Linked DNA regions of Sus scrofa: region 1 is linked to region 2. Evidence: chromatin contacts called from public HiChIP or PLAC-seq data. All regions are on one chromosome and are shown on one strand. Each heading gives the region's core, a stretch centred on a gene start, on an enhancer-like site or on the middle of the called end of the contact. The rest is flanking DNA. Distances are from core to core; before and after follow the strand shown.

Region 1 (5,221 bases), core at 674-3,173, 580 kb after region 2:
GGAGCTAGCAGGGCTGGATGGGGACAAGACGGTGACTGTGGAGTTCAAGCATGACGATCGGCTCAATGAAGAGAGTGGAGCCCTCCTGCAGGTGCTGGGCAGGAGGCAGGGGTTGGGGAAGAAGCGTTGGGGTGGTTTCACTGGGTATAAACAGGCTGCAGGGAAGAGGGTGAGGGGTGGGTAGAGAAGACTAGAAGAGGCTGGGGAAGGGATGGCTCATGTGTTTCTTTTAGTTTAATAATATAGCAAAGAGGCAGTTTTTCAGAGGGCTCTGGCGACAGAGGCGTGTGAACTCCCTGTCTCCCTTCCCCTAGTGTGCCTTGCTCTACACCAGCTGTGCAGGGCAGCGACGGCTCCGCATCCACAACCTGGCCCTCAACTGCTGCACCCAGCTGGCTGATCTGTATCGAAACTGTGAGACTGACACACTCATCAACTACATGGCCAAGTTTGGTGAGGGCACAGGCAGGGCGGGGTGGGATTGGGGCTAAGAGCAAGGTCTAGGAGGGTCAGCAGATCAGCATTCCTGGGTGGGAGTGATGGTGGGAAGGCACATGTGACAGAGGGGCTGACCAGTGAGCCTGCGATCTCCCTTTCCCATCCAGCGTACCGGGGGGTCCTGAACAGCCCTGTGAAGACTGTTCGGGATGCTCTCATCACCCAGTGTGCCCAGATCTTGGCCTGTTACAGAAAGAACTGTGCCAGCCCCTCCTCTGCAGGACAGGTAGGGCAAGCGTGTTGGCGGAGAAGTTGCTGGAATACATTTTTGCATTGGGAGGGATTTCTCATCATCACTGACTTCATTTTGATAACCCCCCTAGTTGATCCTTCCTGAGTGCATGAAGCTACTCCCAGTTTACCTGAACTGTGTATTGAAGAGTGATGTCCTGCAGCCTGGAGCTGAAGTCACTACTGATGACCGCACCTATGTCCGACAGCTGGTCATCTCCATGGACGTGGCTGAGACCAACGTCTTCTTCTATCCTCGGCTCCTACCGTTGGTGCGCCTGAGGGTGGAGTGTGAGACTTTGTACTGAGAAAGGGGCTTCATAGAAGGAGAAAGAGAAGGATTAATATCATCTGTGTCTGACAGCAGTGAAATTTTTACCTGTGTTATCTGATGTAATACTGTCATACTGTGAGAATTACTGAGGGACTTAGTGTTCTGAAATTTCATGTATGGGTGGGGGGTGGGAGGACGAGCATGTGGGCAAACAAGTCTTGTGATCCTTGGTAACCTTTTGTCCATTCCTTTGATCTAGACAAAGTCTCCTATTGAGAGTACCACCGAGCCACCAGCAGTTCGAGCATCTGAAGAGCGTCTAAGCAACGGGGATATATATTTGCTGGAGAACGGGCTCAACCTCTTCCTCTGGGTGGGAGCCAGTGTCCAGCAGGGTGTTGTCCAGAGCCTCTTCGGTGTCTCCTCCTTCAGTCAGATCACCAGTGGCCTGGTAAGGGCAGGGAGTCAAGGAGAATATGGGCGTGGAAGTAAGACTTGTGATATGGGTAGAAGTCAATAAAGTTAATATGCTAGTTCCCTTAAATAGGGAGCATTTGAGAGAGGAGAGAGGGTGCCATCATTCTTCAGAGACTTCTGTGTTTCAGATAATGCATGCATCTGTGCTGCCCCATCTTGACTACTGGATTCAGCATACCTTATTACGATAATGATAAATGAATTTTGTGTTCCAGAGTGTTCTGCCTGTTCTGGATAATCTGCTGTCCAAGAAGGTGCGAGGCCTCATTGATAATTTGAGGGCACAGAGATCACGGTACATGAAGGTAACACTGATCTGGACTTCTCACCTTGTCAGGTCCTCCCCGGGAGTGGAGATGGGGAATGAGTGACAGGATAATGGGATTTCAGGGCATGTTTAATTCCCTTTAGCCCTGCCTAATGACCCTGTGTTCTGGCCATAGCTTATCGTGGTGAAACAGGAGGACAAGCTGGAGATGCTGTTCAAACACTTCCTGGTGGAAGACAAGAGCTTGAGTGGGGGAGCATCCTATGTGGACTTTCTCTGTCATATGCACAAGGAGATTCGGCAGCTACTGAGCTAGAGCAAGTGGGTAAACAGCATAGGGTCCAGGCCAGCTTCCAGAAAGTACCCCAGGACAGCAGAGAAATTGGGACAGTTCCATACCTTCTAAGTCATGTAAGCTGACCTCAGTCTCTTTAGGGGGGAGGGGGAGATATAAGGAGACACCTTCTTTCTGGGCTCAAGTATCCTACCACTCTGTCATGTCCTGCTGTTGGAAGGTGCCCCTATCCCCTCACTTTACCCTCCTTTTCCTGCTAATCCTGTCGTAATGAATGTAGTTTCTCAGTTCACTGTATATGATTCGGTGTTGGGGGATTTGGAGCCACCCAGACCCAGGCAATATTATGTGTCCCTTTGGACCAGCCTCCAAGAAGAGAAGGGCAGGTGGGAAGGAGTGGGGATCCCAGGGTTACTACAGGGGGAGGGGCTGCCAATTCAGCTCAGTGTCATCAACAACTTCCTATATTAGGGATAAACATACATACAGGTGCACAAGAGCTGGGGTGTAGACCATAGATGGTAGAGAAGAAAGTGGTCTGTCTTCCTGGGCCTCAACAGCCAAGTCAGTTCCTGAAGGTGGTTGATTAGCTTTCTCTCTCTGCTTCCGCTGCTCTTTCTCCTGCAATGATTGGTGATCACTTGGTGGATAGAGGCACATTGTCAGAGGTGAATGAGCCTGGGAAGAGCGTTGCAAGGTATATTAAGACCTGGGAGAGGTACCCACCTCCTTCCAGCTGGAGAGGCCCCAACACTGGATGGTTCTGTAGGGAGCCTTGTCATCAACTTGCAATACCTCACAGAGCCAGCCCATATTCCACTCTGACCTCCTGCTGGAAACACTGCTCTCCAAGCTGGGGTTGTTGAGGGGAGAGGCAGAGGTGGCTAGTCTCTCCCGCCAGGACACCACTCAGGCTTTGGCACTGACAGAGTGGCTGACAGTTATCTTCCAACCCGACCTGGCCGGGGCAGACCAAGGGCTAGGCTTGATGGTGGCCAGGCTTGCCTGCTCCCAGCCTGGGATGCCCCTGCTCTGGACCTCTCATTTCTCTTCATTGGTTTATTTTTCAATGCATCTTTAATTTGTAAAGAAATAAATTAAGATGTAACCAGTAGCCTCATTTTTATCTGCGACCTATCGCTTTCCCTCCAGTCCTTCCTGCCAGGACTAGCGGCTCCCGGGAAGTGGCCGGCCGAGTGGAGCTGCGCATGCGTCACGTGCCCCTGTGGCGTAGGACCTCATCCCGTCGCGACTCACCACCAGGCGGAGACTGGTGCTGAGGCGCGTCGGCCGCCACAGAGGGCATGGGGGCCGGCCGTACGGGGGCTGTGCTCGCCGTCCTGGGAGTTCTTAGTGTCTGTGCGGCCAGCGGCTCAGGGCCAGTGGTGGAGGGGGATACCCGCGGGGGGACGGAGTGGGCGGAGCCGTGGGATGGCGCAGTTTTCCGGCCTCCCTCGCCGCTGGGCGCAGTGGGGGTGGCGCGCAGTCCGTTGACCCCGCCGCCGGTGAGGGAGGAGGCGGTGGATTTGCCGGTGCTGCTGTGGTGGAGCCCAGGGCTGTTTCCTCACTTCCCGGGCGACTCGGAGCGCATCGAGTGCGCGCGCGGCGCGTGCGTGGCGTCCCGGGACCGACGGGTGCGGGGAGACTCGCGGACGCGCGCTCTGCTTTTCTATGGCACCGACTTCCGCGCGTCGGAGGCGCCGCTGCCGCGCCTGGCGCACCAGAGCTGGGCGCTCCTACACGAGGAGTCGCCCCTCAACAACTTCCTGCTGAGCCACGGTCCGGGCATCCGCCTCTTCAATCTTACGTCCACCTTCAGCCGTCACTCGGACTACCCGTTGCCGTTGCAGTGGCTGCCAGGCACCGCCTATCTGCTCCGCGCGGCGCCTCCGCTCCAGGAGCGCGCCGAGTGGCGCCGCCGCGGCTACGCGCCCCTGCTCTATCTGCAGTCTCACTGCGACGTGCCTGCGGATCGCGACCGCTACGTGCGCGAGCTCATGCGCTACATCCCGGTGGGTGAGAGCTGAGCGGGGCCGGGCGGGAAGGGGAGGGTGGAGAGCGGGTCTGAGGCGCGACCCCCGGTGTCCAGGTCGACGTGCCGTACCCTCTTGACCGCCGTGCTCTATCCTACTTAGGTGGATTCATATGGGAAATGCCTGCAAAATCGGGAGCTGCCCATTCCGCGGTTACAGGACACAGCCACAGCCACCACCGAGGATCCAGAGCTCCTGGCCTTCTTGTCCCGCTATAAGTTCCATTTGGCCCTTGAAAATGCCATCTGTGATGACTACATGACGGAGAAACTGTGGCGCCCCATGCATCTCGGTGCCGTTCCTGTGTACCGTGGCTCTCCCTCTGTGCGGGACTGGATGCCCGACAATCACTCCATCATCCTCATTGACGACTTTGAGTCGCCGCAGAAGCTGGCAGAGTTTATTGACTTTTTGGACAAGAACGATGAGGAGTATATGAAATATCTGGCATACAAGCAACCTGGGGGCATCACCAACCAGTTCCTTCTGGATAGTCTCAAGCAGCGGGAGTGGGGAGTGAATGATCCTTTACTGCCTAACTACCTTAACGGCTTCGAGTGTTTCGTCTGCGACCACGAACTGACTCGGCTAGAGGCCGAGAAGGCCCACGCAGCCTCTCCTGGGGACATCCCCGTCCCTGAGCCTCATATCGCCCAGCCCTCACACATGAACTGCCCAGTGCCCACACCGGGCTTTGGTGCCATAGAAGAGATTCCTGAGAATGACAGGTAAGGTTAGCTGGGGTTCCCTGAGGCTGATCTCCTTACTTGCTTCCTGCAGGCAATAAACTAGCACTGGGTGCTGAAGGTGCTGATGTTGTATAAAGAAATTATGAGGTGGGATCCCTCTCCCTTTAAGGTATCAAGAGTCTAGCTGGGGAGATAAACTGAAAAAGCCCAGTAAAAGATGTGAGGGCAACAACATATGAAAATCAGCTTTTGTAAACAGTGTTTGCAATAATGATTCAAAAAAGCTTCAACCAGAGCAGGAGGCCTGTTCAAGGAAGTGATGAGGGAGAGACATGGCCTAAATACCAGGCTCAGGATCTGGACTGTCCTGAACATCAGATCAGCTATTTGTTCAGCCCCATCCTGTGGGGCAAATGGGGATGAGAATTTTGAGGGAGGTTCATCTACGATAGTCAG
Region 2 (5,667 bases), core at 3,058-5,557:
AAAATTTTTGTAGTATATCCATAAAATATAATGCTACTTAACAATAAAAAGGAATGAGGATATAACAGTATGGATAAATTTCAAAATAATTATGCCGAGTGTAAGAAGTCAGATACCCACAAAAAAAGTACATACTGCATGTTCCATTTACAGAGAACTCTAGAAAATATAAACAAATATTTTTTTGGCTGTGCCCATGGTATGCAGTTGTCCCTGAGATGGGACTGAGCCTGAGCCACAGCAGTGACAATACCAAATCCTTAACCACTAGGCCACCTGGGAACTCCCCAAATAAATCTGTCAGAAAAAGATCAATGGTTACCCAGAGATGAGGAAAGGACAGGAAAGGAGCAGGAGGGAGGGACTATGAAGGGTCAAGAGGAAACTCTTGAAGTTGTTGAATATGTTCCTTATCTTGACTGTGTCTACAATCTCATAGGTGTACACTTTTGTCAAAATTTACTAACTGTACACTGCAAATATGTGCAGTTTACTATGCACCAAGTACACCTCAATAAAGCAGTTACAATACACCAATTACTTTATTAGTAATCATCCTTTATGTCTTACATTAGTGTGTTATTTACTTATAAAACACTGCCACTTAGTAACTGTGATTACTGTTAACAAATAATACCATTACTTAAGATTTTTCAAAAATTCAAACACAGTAGGAAGTTATCTTATGGTGCAGCAGGTTAAGGATCCAGCAATGTCACTGCAGTAGCTTGGACTGCTGCTGTGATGTGGGTTTCATCACTGGCCTGGGAACTTCCACATGCCCCAGGTGTGGCCAAAACAAAACAAAACAAAAAATCCTTGTCACAGCAGTAACAATGCCAGATCCTAAGCCACTAGGCTACCAGCCTTGGGGATCCAGTGTTCAGTGTTGTCACTGCAGTGGCTTGGGTCTCTGCTGTGTCTCAGGTTCAATCCCTGGCCCAGGAACTTTCACATGCCATGGGTGAAGCCAAAAAAAAATAATAATAATACAGAGAGAAAGAAAACTGGTTAAAGTTTGCCATAGCTAAACAACTGGATAAAATAAACCACTAAATTACAGCCTTTTCCTCACACATATAATGGAGCAACAGTTCAAATGTCCAACAAGAGAGAAAGGGTAAGGATATTAATTTGATATATTATAACATCACTATTCAAATGAAAAACATGTAAACCAAAACATGGACACATTTACATAAAACACTAAGCAGGATGGGGAAGAAGTCCAAGAAAATACTCATTCACTTATGACAATTATGTAAGAAGAATAAATCTCTATACTGCATTTTTTGCCAAAGCAAAACAAAATATACCAATAGTCATACTGACCATCCAAAGCAAGATTAGGAAAAGGAATGTTTGTCATCATATTAAGTTCAAGTGCTGGTGTAACCTTAATGAAGTCCTTTGAGTTTCTTTAGTTTTTATTGAGGCACAATATTTGGCTAGAGGAAAGCTAATGAGAGGATAGCTTAAATTCATACAAATAAATTTCATTGAGTAGAAATATGAATGAAGATTTAACTAGTTTCACAAATATACACACTTTATTTGGCTTTTTTCTAATATATTCATTTATTACACACACATGCACCATTATGATGTAATTACAAGATTCGGGATCTCCCTGTAAGAAGAGCAATAAAGCATAATGCCAAGGGCTTGTGCAATTTATTTTTCTTTACCTTCAAGTATTTTCCACTTGAACCAAAGATATGTTACAATATATAGGGGGGTCAGGGGAGGCCAATATGATATATGATTACCTAGGCAATTTAGTAATTCAACAATTCTCCAACTATCTTATAAACTTTTGTTAAACCCCTTTTTAGCAAAAGTTTATTTGGGTCATCTACACAATCAAATCCAGTCAGACTTACAAGCTCAGACCAACTTTCAAAAAATACTCAAGAAATCCTGCATCAAGATACCTATATGCCCTTAAAGATTAACTCTGTATCTCTTTTATTTTTTAGTTCTCATAGGGTTAGGGTTTTAGTTTAAAGATGCACTTTTGGAGGGAGAGAGTATCTGTAACTGATGACTAAAATTCTACACATATGTGTGTACTTGCATAGAATTTAGTCACCCAGGGTCCACCCCTTCTTTCAGATTCTCCGTGGACCTCATGACCTCAAAATAGGTTTAGAATTGCTACTATGAATCTCACAGGGGCACTTTTCAAATTTAAGCGATGTAAGTATATGCCAGTTGATAACTACTAAGTAAAATAAGGCATTACTTCTACAGAAGTGAAGGCTCACAAGCTTTATGGCTGCATCTCTGGAATAAAAGAGGAGCTTAAGGAGTTCTCATCATGGTGCAGCGGAAACAAATCTGACTAGTATCCACGAGGAGGCAGGTTCGATCCCTGGCCTTGCTCAGTGGGTTAGGGATCCAGCGTTGCCACGAGCTATGGTGTAGGTCGAAGATGAGGCTTGGATCCCACATTGCTATGGCTGTGCTGCACGCTGGCAGCTGTATCTCCAATTCAACCACTAGCCTGAGAACTTCCATATGCCTCAGGTGTGGCCCTAAAAAGCAAAAAAAAAAAAAAAAAAAAAAAAAAAAAAGAGCTTGAATATATTTGCCCTGTGAAAGATACTTGCCAGTACACAACCCCCTCTGCAGTATTAGAAAAGGTCAACATCTCCTTACCAAAAAGCCAAGATTCGCTTGTAACAGCCTGGACTACCCTGGTAAGATGAATTCTCTCTTTTTTTTTTTTTTTTTTTTTTGCCTCTTACGGTACCACCTGAGGCATATGGAAGTTCCCAGGCTAGGGGTTGAATCAGAGCTGTAGCTGACAGCCTACACCACAGCCACAGCAGCTGGGGATCTGAGCCTTATCCACATCCTACACTATAGCTCACAGCAATGCCGAATTCTTAACCCACTGAGTGAGGCCAGGGATCAAACCTGCATCCTCATGGATACTAGCTGGGCTCATTACAGCTGAGCCGCAACGGGAACTTCCTAATGCTTTATTTTTTTAGTAGAATTTTACACTGTCTAAATTTTTCTGCAGTAATTAAGTGTTGCATATTTTTTTCAATCTGTTTTTTGGCCACGCCCATGATATGTGGAAGTTCCCGGGCCAGGGACTGAACCCATGCCACAGCAGCAACCTTAGCCACTGCAGTGATAACACTGGATTCTTAACCTGCTGCACTGAAAGGGAATGCCTTTCATCTGTTTTTTTCACTACATGTTTCCAAGATACAAAATGGTCAACACCATTATCTGCCTACCAAAGTCCCTGGCTTTCAGTACCTCAAAATACAACTCATTTAAAGACATCAAATAGCATTATTCACCTAAAGACACAAAGCAGTCCTTTCCCTAGTAACTAAGTTCAATCTCAAAGAAGCATTTGGCATCAGCTATCAGCTACCAAGGGACTGAAGGCATAATGTTCCAAAACCAAAACTGACATGACTTTTAAAGGTAAGTGACAAAACCTACACTTCTCACAGAAAGAAAAGGTAAAATGTGAAGTTCACAGTTAAGATTTAGAAATTATATTCACAGGCTAAAAGTCAAAGTTAAACAAAAATCACTGAATGTCTACTCAAATTTTAAATCAAGGCAAAACATACTCAAGGTTATTGACTTTCAGCTAAAATATTTCCTGCCTAAGGTATCCATTTTTTTCATAGATACTTGATGAGAAAAATCCCTTTAAAATGTTTTATATATTAGATTCCAATGTTCCAGCTACAAGGACAGTATATTTCTTATTATTTTAGATAAAGACTAGCCTCATTCATAAGCTACATCTAAATCTAAAAGGGGAAATACTTTCTTCCCAAAACCTGTATCAAAAAAAAAAGAGCCTAAAGTTGATGAAAGAACACTGCTGCCACGTCTTTCCCTTCCCCCACTCAGAAGTGACTATTTCATCCCTTCAGAGTGCATTCCAAGGGAAAGTCCAAGAGCCACAGCTCTTAGAGAAACAAGAAACAGTTAAGTTGAAACTGGCAAGCCTCGTTGGCCTTTTAGATCAATTCCTAAAAGGAAATCTAGGTTCTTCGTCCCTTAAAGCAAACAGTGCAAAATTCCAAGAATCTTCTCCACTCTGTCGGAACGCCAAAGACGTTAGTGTCTAAAAACTGAACTGTATTTAATACATTCGATGACTGAGGAGAAATAGTCTCATACTTATGATACCACTCTTCCTCCCCCTTAAAACATACATCTGGGGGCCATTCGCTTAACTCAAAGTTCTCGCACAAACACAGAATTCGATTTCCTGATGGACTTTTAAAAGCATCAGATTCTGCTGTGAAAGAGCAGAGGGGGGTGGGGAGGGAGAGAAGCTCATGTACCTTTAAAATTTTTATGTGGCAGAAGGAAGGAAGAAGACTAGCTTCCCGGTTGACTGAGAATCTGACAGCCGACTTCCCTACCCAGCCGCCCGAAACTCGCCGCCCGGGGCTACGTCTAACTGCTCGGGCTGCACCGCTGCGCGCAACAGATGAGCCTGAACTTCCCCGGGTATGTCCGCTTCCTAGACCCGACAACTCTTCCGCGGGGTAAAAACGCCCGAGTGCTTCGGCGTGAGCTCTAAGCTTTAAAATCAGTTCTCCACTGCCACATGCTAACCATCTGCTGATTTGGAGGCCGAAAACCGTCGCGTACCCGTCAGCTTTGCAAGCGAGGACCAGGTAAGAGTGGAGCTCGGGAAAATCAACAGGGTTACCCCTCCTCGGGAAGGAATATTCAAGAAAGTACTGGTTCCCGGGGCGGAGACAGAGGCTGCCGCAGCCCCAACAGTCGGGGACGCCAATCTGGGAGGAGGTGGGAAGGGGAGCACCGAGGAGGGCGGAAGGGCCTCTGGGACAACCAGGAGGCGCGGGGCGCTGGACCTGGGGAAGGTACAGAGGAGAAGGTACTGCGGTAGTAAACCAGGGAACCCCTGCCCCCGAGCCATCCCACCAGAGAGGGCAGGGACCAGACCCCCCAGAGCCATCCGAGAAGGGCCGCGGCTGCCCAAGAACTTCAGCCTCAGTAGCCAACGACTACCCAAGGACTTCATCCTCATTCTCCAAGGTCGGAGAAGCGTCTCACCTGAGAAGTGGCAGGGGAGGGCTGCGCGTTCTCCAGTCCTCGACCGCCTTCAGTCAAGCCGGCTCCCTTCTCTAAGCCCGCTGGTGGCTTGACTGGGCAGCAGAGGGAGCCAGTTAGCCCTTTTATAACCTCTAGGCCGCGACGGCAGCGCTAGGGAGGAGGCAACTGCAACCCTCGCTACGTGAGCTCGATCACACCAGCGCCCAGGCGTTTGCGCAGGCGCCCAGCCCAGGCCCTCGCCCCCACCCTTTGCCCACGTCCCACGCCCCAGACTCCCCACCAGCTGGTGAAGTCCGGAGCCGAGGGGAGGGGCCGGCGGGCGGGCGTGTGGTGTAGCGCGCCTGCGCAGGGTCCTCGCCACGCCCTTGTTACCGTGGTTACTCCGGATTTGCCCCACTCCTTTCAACAGGTTGTTTAGCGCCTGGGTTACGCCATCAGCCTCAGGCTGGGACGTCGGAACTCCCAGCAGGGAACTATATTAAATATAAGAATAAGAACATGGGAGTAGAAAATAAGGCAGAAAAGAAGAATCGGGTGGAAAATAACACCGTACCTCATGTCTTGGTATCTCAGCTGTCTTGGTCCTGAGGCTTT

Evidence for each region. HiChIP or PLAC-seq counts read pairs in DNA pulled down with a chosen protein or histone mark.
Region 1: an H3K27ac HiChIP or PLAC-seq map of alveolar macrophages shows a contact between it and region 2. The contact joins the promoter of FUT11 here to the promoter of NUDT13 in region 2. A contact is called at or near these places in 1 of 5 promoter capture datasets (fetal liver) and 1 of 2 datasets of contacts at active chromatin or transcription factors (alveolar macrophages).

What each region holds. Positions count from the first base shown.
Region 1 is chr14:76,495,971-76,501,191 of Sscrofa11.1, forward strand. It overlaps FUT11 (alpha-(1,3)-fucosyltransferase 11), which reads left to right and starts at 1,924. Exons shown (of 3, transcript XM_001928248.5): 1 at 1,924-4,055; 2 at 4,179-4,804. The coding sequence starts at 3,348. It overlaps SEC24C (protein transport protein Sec24C), which reads left to right. Exons shown (of 24, transcript XM_013983347.2): 18 at 1-91; 19 at 315-453; 20 at 606-724; 21 at 822-1,001; 22 at 1,263-1,454; 23 at 1,696-1,785; 24 at 1,924-3,157. The coding sequence ends at 2,064.
Region 2 is chr14:75,913,749-75,919,415 of Sscrofa11.1, forward strand. It overlaps NUDT13 (nucleoside diphosphate-linked moiety X motif 13), which reads left to right and starts at 4,308. Exons shown (of 12, transcript XM_021074324.1): 1 at 4,308-4,670. It overlaps P4HA1 (prolyl 4-hydroxylase subunit alpha 1), which reads right to left and starts at 5,154. Exons shown (of 15, transcript NM_001097435.1): 1 at 5,074-5,154.